Regions from separate parts of the Sus scrofa genome. Here region 2 is linked to region 1. Evidence: chromatin contacts called from public Hi-C data. All regions are on one chromosome and are shown on one strand. The core of a region is the stretch at or near the end of the contact, and the rest is flanking DNA. Distances in the headings are between cores, read along the strand shown. Region 1 overlaps PEX14 (peroxisomal membrane protein PEX14). Region 2 has its middle 26 kb from the start of MIR9861.

Region 1 (2,973 bases), core at 114-2,613:
AAACCCGAACCTCCCAAATCTGGTTCCGCCACATTCTTGCCCACAGCCTGTATTTCTCAGTGCCTCCCTACATTTTTCAAAATGCAGCTGCAGAGACCTCTTAAAATTCAGATTTCTAGCACCTATAATTACAGGGCGCTCGAGCCAGGCTCCTTTAATTAATGAACCTGACTCCTCTCTCTTCAAAGGAAATCTGCATAAGGGATATATCACAGGGGTGAGCTGACCTCTGATCAGTGCTATCTGCTCTCTGGGCCTGATGGCAACCAGCACTCTGCACCTCAACAGGAGCGTGAAGGTGCCCCCCCTTCTCCCCGCCACATCCCAACCAGGCACAAGCCTATTATGCGGTTTAGGCCATAAAACATTTCTTGGAACTTAAGGGAAGAGAAGGAAGCTTTCCTGGGTGTGACAGCAAAATCCAAAGAGAATCAGATTCCCCCCAGTCTGCATGCACCCCCTGATTTTACTCGCGTCCCTCTCTCTGCTGGGATGAAATGCAGAGGGTACAGGCAGGGCAGACAGCCGCTGCTCCAGGCCGGACAAGTAACAGATGGGCCCTGAAAACTCTGGGAAAGAAGTGAACACAACAGGCCTAGGAGTGACGGTCATCCCCAAGCTGGAGTAAAACTGTAAGGCAAGCCGTGGATCTTCAAAGCAAAACAGGGTGAGAGGGGTCGTGACGTTGAGGATACTGTTCCCAAGGTCAAGAGAAGAATCTGTGCATGGCCCAAGGACGACAAACTGACCGCGAGATCTGTTCCTGGTGGTCCTCACTGATTCTTGATACTACTCCTTTCTAAACCGATACCTGATGACTAGTTTTGAAAGAACTGGTTTTCCTTCTGGCGGCTCTGGGCAGCACAGCCTGATACCATTTGTAGCTGCTGCGCGTGCCAGGACAGCCTACAGCCGCTCTCCTAAAGTGGTTAAAAGCTGGCTTATGACTTCGTGCGCTGGAAAGCAGGCTGCCTTTGGCTGCAACAAAGACTGGAAACGGTTGCAAACAAAGCCACAGATGCTGGAACAGACAAGGCCTGGGTCAAATCAAGACGACCCCAGGTAAAGTTTCAGGTAGGAGATCTGAGATTCGATAAAAGACTCCAACAGATTTGGCAATAATAAAAACAGGTTTGGTCCAGTCACTACCATCTGATAACCATTTCTCAAGGGTCCCTCAGGCCTACAGCAAACCCAGCAGGGCAACACTTTCTTTATCGACCAGATAAACACATGTGTCTGTCTCTTCTGCAGGTAGAGAACAAGTTCCCAGACGACGTCCCCAGTCACCCACTGCCTGAGGTTTTCCCAGTTTCTCATCTGTGATTTGGGCTTTAAAACGAGGCTAAGGAACCACTGGAGAACAGTGCTGGGGTTAATAAATGACAAGGTGAGGCACGCTGTCCTAGCTTCTTAGTTCTTCCCAGGGCGCTTTAAAGTGTAGATGTCAAAAACTGAATTCGGGAGTTCCATGTTCTGCCAGAAAAGGGGGGCTTTAACTTACAGTGACTTTCTGCTGTTGTGAATACGATTTTGGAAGAAAGGGGGAGAAAAACAGTGATATCAGTCCATTCAACGGTTAAACCCTCAAATTAAAGCGAGGCAGGATCACTGGCGGCTGAGCCTACCTCCATGGGCCCATTTTGCTGCCTGGCGTGGCCACCTGCTGTCTTGATGCCCGACACCCAGAGGCTCACAGTACTCCATCACCGCCTCCCCACAGATCCGTCTCCAAATCCGTCAGCCTATCGCAGCTTGGATCCACTGCCCATGGTGCCGCAGTGGTGTTCCGGGCTGAGCGTACCAGCGGTCGACTACAAGGAGCCGCCACTTCCATGTTTCCGAATCACAAGCAGCCAGAGCTGGGGGAAGGATTTTTTTAATTTGGCTTGGTTTTCCAACCAAGACATTCTCAAAGTTCATTGTTCTCTGAAGTGGAAGCATTTAATTTTCTAACAAACAATTAGAAGCATAGGACTAGAGAGACCGTGGAATTGAGGACGAAGGTCGGGATATGCAAAAATAAGGCGCTGGGAGGTAGCTGAGTTCAGGAATGTCCAGGGAGTCTTGGCACGGGAGCTCACAGCAGCCGGTGAGGCACTCTCTTTCCAGGGTGTCTCAAGGGGAAATCACCCATCGATCCTAGGGCACACTCGTTCTAGGACCAATCCCTTACCTCGGAACAGCCTCTGCCTCAAATTCCTGCTTGCGCTTTAATGTTTAAATTATTAAATGCATTAATGTATTTACATTATTCAAGTCTTATGTGCATTTTTCTAAGATAATTTATGTATAAGAGTTTGAATGTCCATGACTGTTAATGTCTACAACCCTTCCTGTTCATTATTGATTCTGGAAGAAAAAAAAAAGTCAGAGTTTTAATGCCTTATTTTTAATGTATTAAGAGTCTGAATAAGTGCATTCTCTTTTTTCTTTTGTAATTTCATAATTTAAGTAGTGCATTTATTAAACTGACACAGTATGAATTGTGGTGAGGCCTGGCACGGCTCCACAAGGGGGGAGCAGCCAGCTGGAGGAGCGCGCCTGCTCCTCTGCGAACGGCGCTCAGCTCTTCCCACCTCGAGGCCAGGCCGGGCAGCCAGGGAGCTCAGGTGCTCGCCAAATTTAGGATGAACAAGATTTCTCATCCTCCTCTTTTTTTAAAAAAAAAACTTTTTGCCCAGACTCTCTCTCCCACTAAATGGGTTTCCTGAGTACCGCTGAGCTGCCTCTTTTTCTTCTTCTTTTTTTTTTTTAGGGTGGAACTTTTCTGCTCAAGGAAGTCCTCTTCTTGCTGTGCTCCAGGGGATTCCAAACGCAGCTCGCAGTCGGCACGCGATTTTCAAGAACGATCAAAATGGCAAGCGTAGGGTGGCAAAACCAGCCAACAAGATAACTGCCTTTAAGGGGGGAATCTCAAAATGCAGACAAACATCTCCAAAAAACACCACCTCGATTTGGACAGAGAAACAA
Region 2 (2,941 bases), core at 369-2,868, 320 kb before region 1:
CAAAGGCTTTTGGCGAGGTGCACGCGAAGCTGCAGCCTGGAAAGTCAGCTGGGAGACCACCCAGTCCCATCCCGGCTCTGCCTGGGAACTGAAGGGGTTAACAATGCCCGCTCCAGCCTTCAACTTTTTCAGGATTTTCTATTTCCTCCCTCCTCAAGTTCTGGATGAGAGTTTGAACTCGCAGGAGCGTCCATGGTCGTGGGCACAAAGGTCCACTCACACACTCAGTGACCCCCCCATCCCCCCCTCCCGTCCCCAATTCCAGACAGCACGTGTGCACGCGTACACCCGCACACAAACCCAGCAACAGAGACCTGAGAGGATCTGCAAATGAGAGCTGCTCGCCACTGCTGATCCGGCCAAAAGAACGACAGGAAACTTAAAAAAGAAAAGGAGGAGGGATCGATTATTCGACCTGTACTTGAACCCGACTGAAAGAGATAAAGCGGAATTTTCAATAGGTCCCCTGCCCTTTTCACCAGGAGGGAAAGAGGAGAAGAAAAACAAGAGATATTTATATGACAGCAGCTGCTGAAAATAGCATTTCAGAGCCATAAAAAAAAAAAGGCAAAAAGAAATTCAATGGTAGAAAAGGCAAGAAACTCCTTGTCTGCTCCCCAAAAGGCCAGGCAGGCAGCAAGTGTCTGTGGCTGGAAATGCACGCATGCCTTCTATAGATCTGTTTGAAATTATACTTGTCATTGAGGGGGAATTTATGCTTCTATTGATCTGCAAAAGGAAAATATTAAATGGTTTGGTTTTGATCTTTCGGTGACCCCAAGGTCAAGGGTAGTAGCGGATTAGTATTCATAGAATTCATCACGGAATTGCAGCCTGCATCCACTTTATGCAAACATGCTCAAAACACGCCTGGTGAAGCAGGCAGCAAATGGCCAATGACAAGGAAAGAGCCAACGCCATCCCCTCCCTCCCTGTGGGGCTTGTCTTCTTCCCACCCCTCGGGGAGAAAACGAAACGACAAGCAGTAGGGATGTATCTGCAGGGATGAAGACAACCCGGGACTTGGGGGCTTGTACAAAAGGTGGGGTTCCCCTGGTGAGGCAAGGACACAGGAAGTTCAGAAGATCACCTGCAATGGGGGTTATGGTGTGGGGCTGAGACACCCAGGAGCACTGTGAGTGAGGGGTCCAGACAGTAGGAAGGGGCACCCATATCTGGAACAGGACAGCACCCAAAAGGCGATGCCCAGACACACACGTGACACACGTGCGCGTGCGCGCACACACACACACACACACACACACACACACGCAGCCCGTGGAAGTCAGGTCTTTCCTGGAGGGAGGGACGTGACGTGCTGGCCAGCAGGCCGAGAGCTACACTCCTTGCCGAGCAAGGGTGACATTGCTTCTCGTTCCACCCGAGGAGCGTCCTCGGTGTGGCGCCCACGTGCCCAGCCGGGGAAGAGAGAATGGCCGGGCCTGTGTGCTGCCCTGCTCCACCCAAGCCCTGCTGCTCCCCCAGCTCCGCCAGCAGCCACAGAAACCGGGTCCAAAATGTGTGTGCGACAGGGACGCACATGGAGCCCCTGGGGACCGGCCATAAACACCCTCCCCACCCTGGGCTCAGCACACAAGTGCCCTCTTAGCAGAGTCTGTCCCCAGTGGTGGGAACATTTGGTCAGTAACAGTCACTTGCCAAGGAACTAAAAATAACCCACCCAGCATATTCCTGCAATGGCAGGAATTCTGGCTGGTCCTTGTTCTGCCGATGGGGGGTCGGTGGGGGGTCGGTGGGGGTACAGATCTCCACTACCACGGGGGCCGACACAGCAGACTTCTGGGGACACCCTAGCAATGCTCGCTGTCATTATTGGGAGGCTGGTCGCCTGTGTTCTCATCTCTCTGACCACTCACGACCCTCTAAGGCAGGGGTTGTTGATTTCCCATTGTATAGGTGAGAAAACTGAGCCTTGGTGAGACCAGGTCATGTGCTCCAGGTCTCGGCTCTGTCCTGACACCAAAGTCCACTCTCTTATCCGCTCTGCTCCAGCAGCCTGGCACCATTTGGGCAAATTCCAGGGTTGGGCCATATTTCAGGTGCAGGGGGGGAGGGGAGTTTGGGGTGAAGACCGGGCCATGGAAGCCGCAGGAGCCCCGGGGGCTGTGGGGAGGGAGAGTTAGAGTGGCCCCAGCCCTGCCTCCCCGTCCCTGCAAAGGAGGACAGCCCGGCGTTCTGCCTATTAATCATGTTTCATTTATATTAGCTTGACTCGATCTACTGTATATTTGAAATGGATTTAATTTTAGATCACGCACTATGGAAGGGGGCCAGTTTGGTGTAAGGAGCATTATGAATATTTTCCATAAGCTGGATATACATTATCCAGGGACAGATATACGAGCAGAGGCCCAGGCTCCTGGCTGGGGGAAGGGGCTGTGCTTTCGCTCCCGCCACTGCCCTGCAGCCCAGGGTCATGGCGCTTCAGAGGGGGCCCTCTCTGCCCCCTGTCCTCGTGGCAGTGGTGGGGGTATCGCAGCCCCATCTTCCCCTTGCCCGCGAGCTCCTCCCCACTGACCTTGAAGCCGCTGCTTCTCCTGGCTCCAGGCTGAGTTACCGGCCTGGGAGGGGGGTGTAACGAGGGCCACCCTGGGGCTGTGCCGGGGGGAGGGGGAAGGGCCCAGGGGAGGGACAGGAGAGGGTGTGGGATCAGAAGGGAAGGGGCCTTGGGACTCCCACCCTCAACTCCAAGCTCCAGTGGAGATGGAGAAAGCCTGGCTGCCCAGCTGGTGGGTGGGCACGTCCCATCCGACCTTCCCCAGAGCCTCTCAAGCCTGGGCTGGGGTCCCCCTCTCTCAGGAGTGGACCCTGGGCCTTGCCCCTTTCCGAGGGCACCAGAGCCAGGGGCCCCTCTCAGGAAGTGAAAGCTGGTGGCACTTGGGGGACAAGCCCACGGACACACAGCTGGGGAGCCGCAGAT

Evidence for each region. A called contact is a pair of places that touch in the nucleus more often than the background predicts.
Region 2: a Hi-C map of skeletal muscle shows a contact between it and region 1, with 9 times the contacts expected there. The contact joins two enhancer-like sites. A contact is called at or near these places in 21 of 47 Hi-C or Micro-C datasets (adipose tissue, alveolar macrophages, embryonic fibroblasts and 12 more) and 2 of 2 datasets of contacts at active chromatin or transcription factors (alveolar macrophages and skeletal muscle).

Annotation. Positions count from the first base shown.
Region 1 is chr6:70,772,396-70,775,368 of Sscrofa11.1, reverse strand. The region is part of intron 2 of PEX14 (peroxisomal membrane protein PEX14); the gene reads right to left. Among named protein-coding and RNA genes, the nearest start is that of PEX14, 36 kb to the right of the region's middle. Within about 2 kb of position 1,363, at least 7 of the 83 cell types and tissues checked have an H3K27ac peak or open chromatin away from gene starts, as enhancers often do.
Region 2 is chr6:71,087,943-71,090,883 of Sscrofa11.1, reverse strand. No RefSeq gene overlaps it. Among named protein-coding and RNA genes, the nearest start is that of MIR9861, 26 kb to the right of the region's middle. Within about 2 kb of position 1,618, at least 8 of the 83 cell types and tissues checked have an H3K27ac peak or open chromatin away from gene starts, as enhancers often do.